Linked DNA regions of Ovis aries: region 1 is linked to region 2. A link is a contact called in public Hi-C data. All regions are on one chromosome and are shown on one strand. Each heading gives the region's core, a stretch centred on a gene start, on an enhancer-like site or on the middle of the called end of the contact. The rest is flanking DNA. Distances are from core to core; before and after follow the strand shown.

What was found. A called contact is a pair of places that touch in the nucleus more often than the background predicts.
Region 1: a contact with region 2 is called in a Hi-C map of hypothalamus, with 2.3 times the contacts expected there. The contact joins the enhancer-like site here to the promoter of GOPC in region 2. A contact is called at or near these places in 3 of 16 Hi-C or Micro-C datasets (hypothalamus, liver and tail adipose tissue).

Annotation. Positions count from the first base shown.
Region 1 is chr8:20,477,049-20,483,005 of ARS-UI_Ramb_v3.0, reverse strand. It overlaps DCBLD1 (discoidin, CUB and LCCL domain containing 1), which reads left to right. Exons shown (of 15, transcript XM_015097330.4): 14 at 97-216; 15 at 2,296-4,316. The coding sequence ends at 2,804. It overlaps LOC132660231 (a long non-coding RNA gene), which reads right to left. Exons shown (of 2, transcript XR_009601605.1): 2 at 1-5,957. Among named protein-coding and RNA genes, the nearest start is that of GOPC, 65 kb to the right of the region's middle. Within about 2 kb of position 2,390, at least 30 of the 54 cell types and tissues checked have an H3K27ac peak or open chromatin away from gene starts, as enhancers often do. A contact at or near this core is called in hypothalamus and liver, where this site is marked.
Region 2 is chr8:20,411,420-20,416,852 of ARS-UI_Ramb_v3.0, reverse strand. It overlaps GOPC (golgi associated PDZ and coiled-coil motif containing), which reads right to left and starts at 1,874. Exons shown (of 9, transcript XM_004011171.6): 1 at 1,369-1,874. The coding sequence starts at 1,656. It overlaps LOC101102818 (nephrocan-like), which reads left to right and starts at 2,019. Exons shown (of 3, transcript XM_004011169.6): 1 at 2,019-5,433.

The DNA.
Region 1 (5,957 bases), core at 1,141-3,640, 66 kb before region 2:
CAACAGGCAGCCTGACCTCTGACTTTAGGAGGAACCTGTTGTGGAGTGAGTGTGTTATACTCCTGAGATATTTGTTCCGTGTTATCTTTATTCCAGACTGTTGGAAGCAGATCAAGTATCCCTTTGCCAGGCATCAGTCAGCTGAGTTTACCATCAGCTATGATAATGAAAAGGAGATGACACAAAAGTTGGATCTCGTCACCAGTGATACAGCAGGTAGGCACCAAGTCTCCGTGGCTGCTGTAAGGTGCTGCTTACGGGAGAGGGGCGGCCGGGAAGAGAGGTACGACCGAAGCCTTTTGTTTAGACAGGATCTGGTGCATCACTGTGCTCTGTAAAGAGTCACAGACTAACACTGAAATATCTCTCCAAAGCCCCGTTTAGCTCAGACTCTTACACCTGCAGGGCCTCTAATGACACCCAGAGCGATGGTCCTGAAGTACCACTGAAACTTGGATGCCCTTACTTAATCTATTTTTGTTACTAAGGTTTTGATTAAGGCACTAGGAAAGGGACTAGAAAGATGAATTCAGCATAGCTCCTGCTCTAAAGAAAGAGGAAGAAGGACATGAAGCAATCTGTTAGGATGGCCTCAGGGTTTCGACAAGCCATTGTGGAGTCACTGGATTTATGAAGAAGGATCTATTGTTTGGTTTTTCAAAATGTCTAATCCATCATGGACCAACAGTTTTGTAAAATACAGTATACATAGTAAGTGAAATTTTAAAAAGAAATTGAAAAAATTTTTAATTTTTAAAAAACTTTTTGGCCATGCCCTATGGCACATGGGATCTTCTTTCCCTTACCAGGGATTGAACCCCTGCATTGGAAATGCAGAGTCTTAATCACTGGATCACCAGGGAAGTCCCACAACAATCGTTTACTAACCCATATGCTCCAGGAACTCCTTTTCTAAGTGGCTTCCATCTGTGCATCCCATTTTTCAGGGCTGAACAGCTGGAAAGCTCCTCTTTCCTCTTACCCTACTTACATTGTTGGTGACCAATTCTTCTGATGGTGGTTTAGTCGCTAAGTCATGTCCGACTCTTGTGACCCCATGGACTGTAGCCTGTCAGGCTCCTCTGTCCATGGGATTCTCCAGGTGAGAATATAGGAGTGGGTTGCCATTTCCTTCTCCAGGGGATCTTCCTGACCCACGAATCGAACCCAGCTCTCCTCCATTGCAGGCAGATTCTTTACCCACTGAGCTGTGAAGGAGGGCGTATTCTTCTGATACCTGTCCCCAATATGTGGTCCTTCCAAAGCTGCTGCTAGTCCCCTAATTTATGACTTTTTGGGTTTCATTTTTCTTTTTACTTTTATCTTTCCCTCTTCTGTCTCCTTCCAGGGTTACCTCTAGTTGCCAGTCACTTATTTAGAATCTCCATAGGTTTCTAGACAATTAAGCGGAACTCTCTGGCAGGGCACTCGCTACCCACCATGATGTAGGGTATAGGCAACAACTCGCGCCTGGAGCATGTGTTTGTATTCTTGCCCCACTGGCTGCTACCTGTGTGATCCTGGAAAAATTACTTAAATTTCTCTCTGCTTCAGTTTCCCGTCTGTAAACGTACTATGAGGAAACTACCTCATAATACGTTTTTTCCAGAGGATTTAACTAATTGATTTATTAATGTTATAGAATAGTGCCTGGCGCCAAGAAAGGACTCGATAAATGCGAGCTTTATGATTATCGTTGTTGTTAGTCGCTCAGTTGTGTGCTCTTTCTCACCCCATGGACTGTAGCCAGGCTCCTCTGTCCATGGGATTCTCCAGGCATTACTGGGGTGTGTAGCCATTCCCTTCTGCAGGGGATCTTCCTGGCCCAGGGATCGAACCGCGTCTCTTAGGTCTCCTGCACTGGCAGGCAGGTCTTTTACCAGGAGTGCCACCTGGGAGGCCCATGATCACCATTACCAGTTGTCGTTAACTCCCAACCTATCACTCTGGTCTTTGCTTTCTATTAAATTTCTCCACATCTCCCATGCTCTGGTTACACCACACTCTTTGTTCATGGTTGTTTAATACGTTGTTCAGTCACTTTTCCCTTTCCTGACAGTATTATCTTCAACTCCAAAATGTAGCCTTTCAAGAGCCAGTTTAAGAGCTCCATGAAGATGTTCTTTCATACCCCTAGGTGTGGTTAGAGGTAACCTCTGCCTCTCGAGGCGTGGTATCTGTGCTGCTTACATCTTTCTCTTCCGCCTGGTACACGTCAGGCACAGGGCAGAGCACCCCCTCCCCGGACAGCCGGGGAGTGGCTGGAGTACCGAAAGTCTACTCTTTGGGTTTCAGATTACCAGCAGCCTCTCATGATTGGCACCGAGACGGTCACCAGGAAGGGCTCCACCTTCCGGCCGATGGACACCGAGGCGGACGCGGCGGGGTCGGGTACCGAGGCCGGCGGCCACTACGACTGCCCCCTGCCGGCCGGCCGCCACGAGTACGCGCTGCCCTTGACCAACCCCGAGCCCGAGTACGCCACGCCCATCGTGGAGCGGCACCTGGCCCGCGCGCACACCTTCTCGGCGCGGAGCGGCTACCGCGTGCCGGGGCCCCGGCCGGCGCACAAGCACTCCCTCTCCTCTGGCGCCTTCTCCCCAGCCGCCGGCTACCAGCGGCCGCCGAGCCCCGCGCCCGCGGAGCCGGGCTACGACCAGCCCAAGGGCGGCGGCTTAGCCGCGGGCTGCGCCCCTCCCGACCATCAGAAGCCCCAGGTCAGCCCCGCGAGCAGCCCTGCCTACTTGGCCCCCAGAGACTGCCTCAGACCCCTCAGCCCGACGGCCATGACCGCTCTTCTGTGAACACACACACTGTGAATCAAACTGCTGCTGCGGTACTGAGCGCCGGACTGCGCGCCGCCCTGGAAGCCGATGCGCTCGGGAGAGTGTGCGTGTGAGTGTGGTGTGTGCGCGTGCGTGTGTGCGCAGTGGAACAGGATCCTGCGGGGAGCCCCCCTCCACACTGTTTACAGAATTGTGCAGCTGGTTTGTTCTGACCCTGAGGGCCAGCGTCTGTTGGGTTTTGTGGGCTAGAAAAATGAACATTCTTCAGATGGCGTTTTCATTTCTCTAACTGTGATACTGAGCTGCTTCGATGTAAAAATGTGCAATCTGTACAGAGTTGTATTTAACAAGATTAAAGTAACTTAAATTTGCTTTAGCAGATTTTCGTTCTGCAGGGAGGTTAAGTGGGAGAATGCAGCTGTTGCAAAAACATATAATAGTATGTTCACTTTTAAAATATATTTTATCTGATACTGTGTTAGCAGCAGGTCTGTTTAAACTTAATCTTGTTGTTATTATGGCTCATTTCCTTTCCTTTGATATGGAAAACTAAAAGCATTGTTAGCATTCTTCTCCTGGAAGGAATGAAATTACTTGAAGCATGAAAAGCACACCAGGGTGGTTGTTTGCAATTACTATTGTAGATTAAAAAGAACAAACAAAATACAGGCACCTCACTTCAGGTGGGCATGTGCAGTGGCCTGTCAAGGGGTCCAAGGACCAGGTCTCCGTGGCCTGCAGGGGACCTCACTTCCCTCAGCCTGCAGGAGTTGGCCCTCTGAGCAGCTGGCCTTCCTGACAGGTTGCTTCTTGTTCACCTTGGGCCTGGCAGATAACTCGCTTTCACATGCAAATCTGCCTTTTCAAACTGTCTGCAAAGCCAAATGCCCAGACTTAGAGCAACCAAAACTGCTCAACAGACACAGTGAAGGTGGCGCAGCAATTACGCTCTAAATTACTGTGTCAGATGCTTTTGTGCCTCAGATGAAAAATACTGCTGAGGTCAGACGCCCACAGTTTTCATGACTCGTCGGAAACAGCGCATTGTACTATTTGAAAACACAAAAAAAGTTATTTGAAGTGTGTTCTTATTAAAAGTGACTGAAGCCAAATCTACATAGGGCTTTTTCTACCGAGATGGCTGGAAAGTGCTAATTTTGTAAGAAAAAATTTTCCCTTAAATAGGTGTCTATAATTCCAGATTGGCCCTGACTTCAGCTGTACCTCATTGTCCAGTGGTTTTATCTGAGTTTGCTTTGTAAGTTCACTGTGGGTGGGGGGCACGTGTGAATTTAACCTCTTTTGTCAAAAAGGAAAGTGTATGTTTTTGTTTTAATAGAAAATGTAGACCAAAAAATTCTTTCCCTAAAAATGTATAATACTAGTTGTATGACAGTTTCTGTGATATGGAGGTGCTGGAAGGTCGCAGCAGACTATCTGTGGTTACTATGGAGGACAAACCATTTACCTTGTGAGTTTACATGGTTTTCTATGCATACTAATTGTAATAAACTATGCCAAACCAATGTACATACCCGCCTCTCATTGGTATCCTGCTTGCTGGCCTACTGAAGGCACTGGAGGCTCAGCCTCCATACAAGGGCAAGCGGTACAATGGGAAGAGCATACGTGGCTTCCTCTGGTTGGTCCTAAGTTGGAAATAGGGACAGAAATGAGGGAAGCTGTCAGTTATTAATAAAGTCCTAGCGATCTGGGGTCAGTTTCAGGCATTTTAATTTGGCTTCCTGCATTGTTTCCAGAAGTAGTGGTCTGACTTCCTACAAGCCTGACTTACAGCAAGCTGGCCTCTCTATTGGCTACTGTGGATAATGAGTTGGTTTCCTATGCTTTTTGCTGTAGGCTGCCAGCCAGAGTTCTGTTTTATTTATGGTCTGCCCATGACCCATCTGTATATCCAGTTTGTCATTACTTAACCCTGAGCCTCAGTTTCCTCATGCATAAAAACGATGTGAGTGTGCCTTCCTCCAAGGCTTACAGATAAGAACAGTGACATTTGGGCTGCATGTATTTTTAACATTAAAATACTAGTCAAAAAAACCACACTTCTCTACAGTGGAGCAGTGCCCATCTATCCCATTTCTTTCCCATATACATGATCCAATAATGACAGAAAGCGCGAGGACAGGACTTTGTTTTGGAACACCACTTCCTCAGGATGGCCTCACCGCACAGCCCAGGATGGTCAGTGGAAAAGTCTGTCTGATACACCCAAAACAGCCGAGCCAAAACTACAGGATAAGAGCAGGAAAATACTATGCTTTTCTTTTCCGTTTTGCAAAATTAGCACCTATGATAAGGCAACTGTTTTTTTTCTATGGTATCAAATCCTACTGGGAGGCAAAAATTGCAGTCCATCACTTCTTACAATTGTGGCAGAAAGATATCTGCTCAGACAGACAAGACTAAGCCATCCACAGAGGTTGCTGACGCTGCTCTGGCTTCTATTACTGTGATTTATACGCGCACTAACTCATGTTTATAATCAGCCTAGAAAGGATACTAGACATTTCTCTTATTTTGCACTGCTTTAGGTTCTTAGCAGAAACTGGTATCATATTTATCACCATGAACAGCCTTTCACAAAAACATCATCACAAGGCCTTTCATAAATACATCAATTTAGCAATCCAAGTGTAGCCACCAGCTTGGCCTCATTATTCTCAAAATGCTTCTCCCATTTGTTTATGCACCAACTATTAAGATTCTGAGAGCCACACTCACCCTGTGCTCCCTTGAGAGAAAGCACAAGCTTGGGCTCTCACCAGGACCTGGGAGAAGCTGAGCCCCACTAATGAGAAGCTAGGGCTGAATGAGTCCTCCTCGCGGTCTCTGCCCCCAGACCCAGCCCATCCAGTCGCCTAGAAGTGCCCCTCTTAAAGCCACACTGCTGTGTTCATGGCCCGCTACTGATCTTTCACCTCCAGCTGCGGGTCTCTCACCCAGCTTCTCCCTGTTCTGGGAATAAATTCCCCGACAGGTTTTAAAGATTTTCACTCTGCTTTTGGTATTCTGCAATTTTACCACTTGGGGCTGCTATAAATTCATCTGTATTCACTTGGGACTTGTGCTTCCAGAATCTCAGGACTCATCTTTATGAACTATGAAAAAGTCTCAGCCTCCCTTGCCCGATACTACTTGCCTCTGCTGTTT
Region 2 (5,433 bases), core at 625-3,124:
ATGGACTGTTGCCTGCCAGGCTCTTCTGTCCTCAGTAAAAACTCTCAGTTGTATAGGATGAATAGCAAAAGCTACTGAAGACCATCAAATGCAATGTCACTACCTGAATAAATAACCATCTTCTAGAAACTACAGCTGAATCAAGAAATCAAGAGACATTTTCACAGATGTAGATTAATAAATGATTAGCTTTATGTCAACACGTCCAACCTTTTCAAAAAGGGTAAAAGAAACTAACAGTTCTTTCAGTGAAGAAGAATCACAAAATCTCCCATATACAATTCTATGCTCATCAAAGATAAATTATACTACCTTTTCCATGACAGACAGGAAAAAGAAAGAATGCTAACTACTAAGCAAGGAGAGAATGCATTTCTGATATTCATATTGATTTGGATCCCGTGGGCAATCTCAATCATCACAACTGATAGTAACGATTTCTTAGGAAATCTAATGTCAAAGAGCTTTGCATATCGTTTATTATCCTATTTTTATCCACTTTAAAATGAAGACCCATTCTCTTATTTACATTATATAATTTAAAATGCTCTTTATATAATAATGTTAATCTATCATGATTTCTAAATATTGTAAAAATATGCTAATTTAATTTTCTGCAAAACATGGTAGGTTTTTTGGGAACTACTACTACTGCACTCACACCCACAACCAAGATGAGAGACTTAAGCAAATGATCGCTCTTCACACACTTTCAAAAACAAATCCAGATTTGGGGAAATGTAGTAAAGTACAGACACACCTCAATATTAGAAGTCATCTGAATAACCGTAGGGAGCTCTGGAGGTATGTGACTGTAATTTAAGGACTAACTGTAAACTGAGACAGACATTGATCCTATCTTGTTTATCCCATTTTCCTAAAAGCTTTGATCAAATTCCCCTAAATAGTTCATGCAGGCAAGGAATAGCGCTGTGTGCAACAATGAAAATTGACCTGAAATAGTCCAAAATAATCAGGATTGGCCATATACAAACCTGCAATGTGAAACTAGATCTAAAAAACTCAAATGTTAAAAGGTGAGCTAAAATATTCTTATGACGGAGCATCTTTGAGCTTCTGTGAAGTCTTAGGCTTCTTAACGAAAAGGCACAAGTAGACAGGTCTAATTAGTTCCTGTTTCCTCCTCATAGAGATACCAGGCAGGTGGCTTTCAGGACCCCAGGAGACCTACATGTCAACCTACACAGCTCTTCCTGCTCTCACCTCACCTCACTCTTTTCCTTCACATACACGCACTCCCGCCACATAGGAAGCCCAGGTACCCGAGCTGGCAGTTTTTCACCGGTGCGTTAAATGAAGTCTGATGGCTGGAGCTGAATGCCACCCCCTCCAGGGCTCAAGGCTCACCTCTAGCTTGTGGTTGATTTGGGATACAGTCTGGGCTTTGTGGCAAAGCTGCGCAAAGCAGGAGCTCAGGCTGGTCATCTTCTGTCTCCCCTCATAAGTGATGTCCGCCTGGTCCGGATCAATCTCGCCCAGGAGCAGATCCACATCCACGAAGGCCTTGTCGAACTCCTTCTCCAGCACCTCCAGCCACCGGAACATAGATACTCCGCCAGGGGAGACCCCCACGGCGCAAGAGGCTCCCCCTGAGCCCCCTCCGGCCCCTGCCGGGCATGGACCGCCCGCCGACATGGCGCCGTCTAGGGCCTCCCCCGACTGCTGCTGACCCCGTCGTCCACCCCGCGAGAGGAACTGCTGGGACTGCGGGAAGCCCCGCGCACGCACGCTCCGTCCGTCCCCTCTCTTCCCCTCGCGTGGCTAACGCCGGCAACGAAGCCCCGGAGGGGCAAGAGCAGCAGAGCAGAGGCGGCGGCGGTGGCACACGGAAGACGCGGGCCGTCCCACCTCGCGGCCCGCCCCCGCCGCGCCTGCGTAGAAAAGACCTAGGCAGACGCAGCCCTGAGGGACGAAATGGGCGGAGCTAGGGTGCGACCTTGGCCTATGAAAAGCCTCCGTTTGGGACCGGCCTGTCAACGGCCATGTTGAGAACTGGCAAACTCCAGCTTGAATCCACGGGAGATGCATGGTGTGGGCTTCCAAGTTGGAAAAGCCCGGAGAAGAGAAGGGTGTCCACGTCGCAGAGAGGAACAGCTTCCACCCCTTTGACTTCATAGTGGGCAGGAACCGTTCTAAAGTAGTCCGACAAAGTTGCCGCGGTAACATTCTGTGGGAAGGGTGAGAAAGGGCCGTGTGAGCATGCGCAGTGGCCACGTTTTACCTTTTCCAGTCCAGTTCCTGTTACGGGTGATGCGGATGGGGTGGGTGGACACACTTGCTCTTCTCGGTAAACCAGGCCTTAAATTCTGGATGGAAATGCCTAGAACTGCAAAGTTGAAGGACAGCGGCTCACCAGGTGTTGCTTAATTAAGAGGAGTCCTTTCCTCTTGTGATTAAAAGTCAGACAGCCTTGGGTTCAAGTTTTAAGTCCTATCCCCTATTAGCTGTGCCATCTTAGTTGTATTTTTTAACCTCAAAGCCTCAGTTTCCAAATTTTCTTTCGCTCAGTAATAAGGTAAAATGCTTAGCAGTGCTTGGCACTGCTGCTGCTGCTGCTGCTGCTAAGTCGCTTCAGTCGTGTCCGACTCTGTGCGACCCCATAGATGGCAGCCCACCAGGCTCCCCCGTCCCTGGGATTCTCCAGGCAAGAACACTGGAGTGGGTTGCCATTTCCTTCTCCAATGCATGACAGTGAAAAGTGAAAGTGAAGTCGCTCAGTCGTGTCTTACTCTTAGCGACCCCATGGACTGCAGCCTACCAGGCTCCTCCATCCATGGGATTCTCCAGTTAAGCGTACCAGAGTGGTTTGCCATTGCCTTCTCCGGCTTGGCACTTGATATTCCTTATTATCACACCACAGGTTATACATTTCCAAAGCAACTACCTAAAAAGATGTTCTTATTAAAAAAAACACTTGGATAGTGTTCCTACACGTGACATTTCAGTGAAACAAAATTATGAAGATTTACATATTCATAGACAGATTGAATGCAGAGCCCTGTTGAGGCATCAGGGGCACAAAAATGAATGAGATGTGACCCTCCCATTAGCAGAGCACATAGCTACAACTTTAATGTGACTATTGGGAGTATTGAGCAGCTGTTCTTTACCATTCCATTTACTCACTCTCAATCCCCTTCCAGCCTAGTCTTGAAAAGGAAGGAGAAAGTAATCTGATATGGTAGGCTGGTGAGAACTGTCTCTCATAAAAGATATTGCCTAAGGGAATATTTCACTGGCTAACTACAGACTCTCCAAGTTAATCTCCATCAAAGTCTGCACCGTGGGTCCCTCACTAATGCCAGTGAGGAATAAAAAATCATAGTGTTAGTTTGCCCTCTGGGTCAGGGCAGACTGTTCAACGTATCAGTTAATAAGGTTTTTTGGCTTCAACAAACTTGGCTAAGCAAAACTACTCAGATCCTTTCCTTGAGCTTAACTAGGCACATTCACACAGGTTTTACCCAGAAATAATATAAAACTAAGATTTGCATTTCCCACCCCCCAATCTCTGCTCCCAAATTAACTTAATTTTTATCTGCAAAATTTGCAAGAACATCATTACTGCAGCCACCAAGTTTCCAGCCATTTTCCCTATTCATAGTCCAGTTAGCAATCCCATTTCCAGGAATTTAAAGTATAAAAATAATGTTAAGTTGGGGTTGAGGGGCCACGTACACATGAAACCACAATAATAGCTTTTAGTTATTGAATACATACTATGTGTTAAGCATTTTGTTATTTACTTTGCTTCTTTGACTCTCACAAAATTCTATGAATTAGCTGTTCTCAGTTTTTTATAAATGAGTCACAGAGAATTTAAGAATCTTGGTATATACCTAAAAATCCACTGAGGTGAGATTTCAATCTAGATGTCTTTTTCTCCAAAGTCTTAGCTGTTAATCATCGGGTATAGAAGGATGCAGAAATCCATCTCTTCATGTATAAGTTAATAAGTTGGCAAATCAATCCCAAAGCTTTTTTTTTTTAATAATTCCTTCCCAGTTACAAGCCATATACAAACATTAATATATAGGAACTATTTGCAAAAATTAAGTGTAATACTCATTTTCTATTGCTTTTTGCTGTTGTTGTTCAGTCACTAAGTCATGTCTGACTCTTTTATGACCCCATGGACTGTAGCCCATCAGGCTCCTCTGTCCCTGGGATTTCCCAGGCAAGAATATGGAGTAGGTTGCCATTTCCTTCTCCAGGGGATCTTCCTGACCCAGGAATTGAACCTGTGTCTCCTGCATTGTCAGGCAGATTCTTTACCACTGCATCACCTGGGAAGCCCATTCTATTGCTTACCACTTTCTTTAGTTTATATAAACTACACCTGAAAATAAATTTAATTTTTAAAAAAATTCAGCTTCATACTGTATGGGTACAACCAAAATGAATTTTAAGTATTTATGTACATCCAGTGCTCTGATCCTTGGTGAATAACGCCATTTTCAGGACTGAAGAACCCAACTCCACTTCTGTGTACAATTTTTACAACCACTCCAACAAGTCATACCGTTGTAACTCAGAACACTGTCACCTCATATTGTCCCTTCTCCTTCAGATGCTATGTAGCAGCTTCCTCATCCCTATGTGCTGCTCCTTGGTGCTACGTGACTATTTCAAATGCTCATGAGCACCCTTTTCATAGATGTTATCTTCTGCCCACCTTGACTGGGGTTCTGCACTTTTGCAAGTCAAGCCTAGCACGGATGCAAAAGGCCTGGTTTGACGTTCTAGTGCTGCCATCTGTTGTCAGTGTGCTCTATCTACATGTGTTGCTTTGTGTTGGTCTTTGGAATTGTTCCTGACATTGTACAGGAGACAGGGATGAAGACCATCCCCATGGAAAAGAAATGCAAAAAAGCAAAATGGCTGTCTGGGGAGGCCTTACAAATAGCTGTGAAAAGAAGAGAGGCAAAAAGCAAAGGAGAAAAGGAAAGATATAAGCATCTGAATGCAGAATTCCAAAGAATAGCAAGAGGAGATAAGAAAGCCTTCTTCAGCGATCAATGCAAAGAAATAGAGGAAAACAACAGAATGGGAAAGACTAGAGATCTCTTCAAGAAAATTAGAGATACCAAGGGAACATTGCATGCAAAGATGGGCTCAATAAAGGACAGAAATGGTATGGACCTAACAGAAGCAGATGATATTAAGAAGAGGTGGCAAGAATACACGGAAGAACTGTACAAAAAAGATCTTCATGACCCAGATAATCATGATGATGTGATCACTAATCTAGAGCCAGACATCTTGGAATGTGAAGTCAAGTGGGCCTTAGAAAAAACATCACTATGAACAAAGCTAGTGGAGGTGATGGAATTCCAGGGGAGCTGTTTCAAATCCTGAAAGATGATGCTGTGAAAGTGCTGCACTCAATATGCCAGCAAATTTGGAAAACTC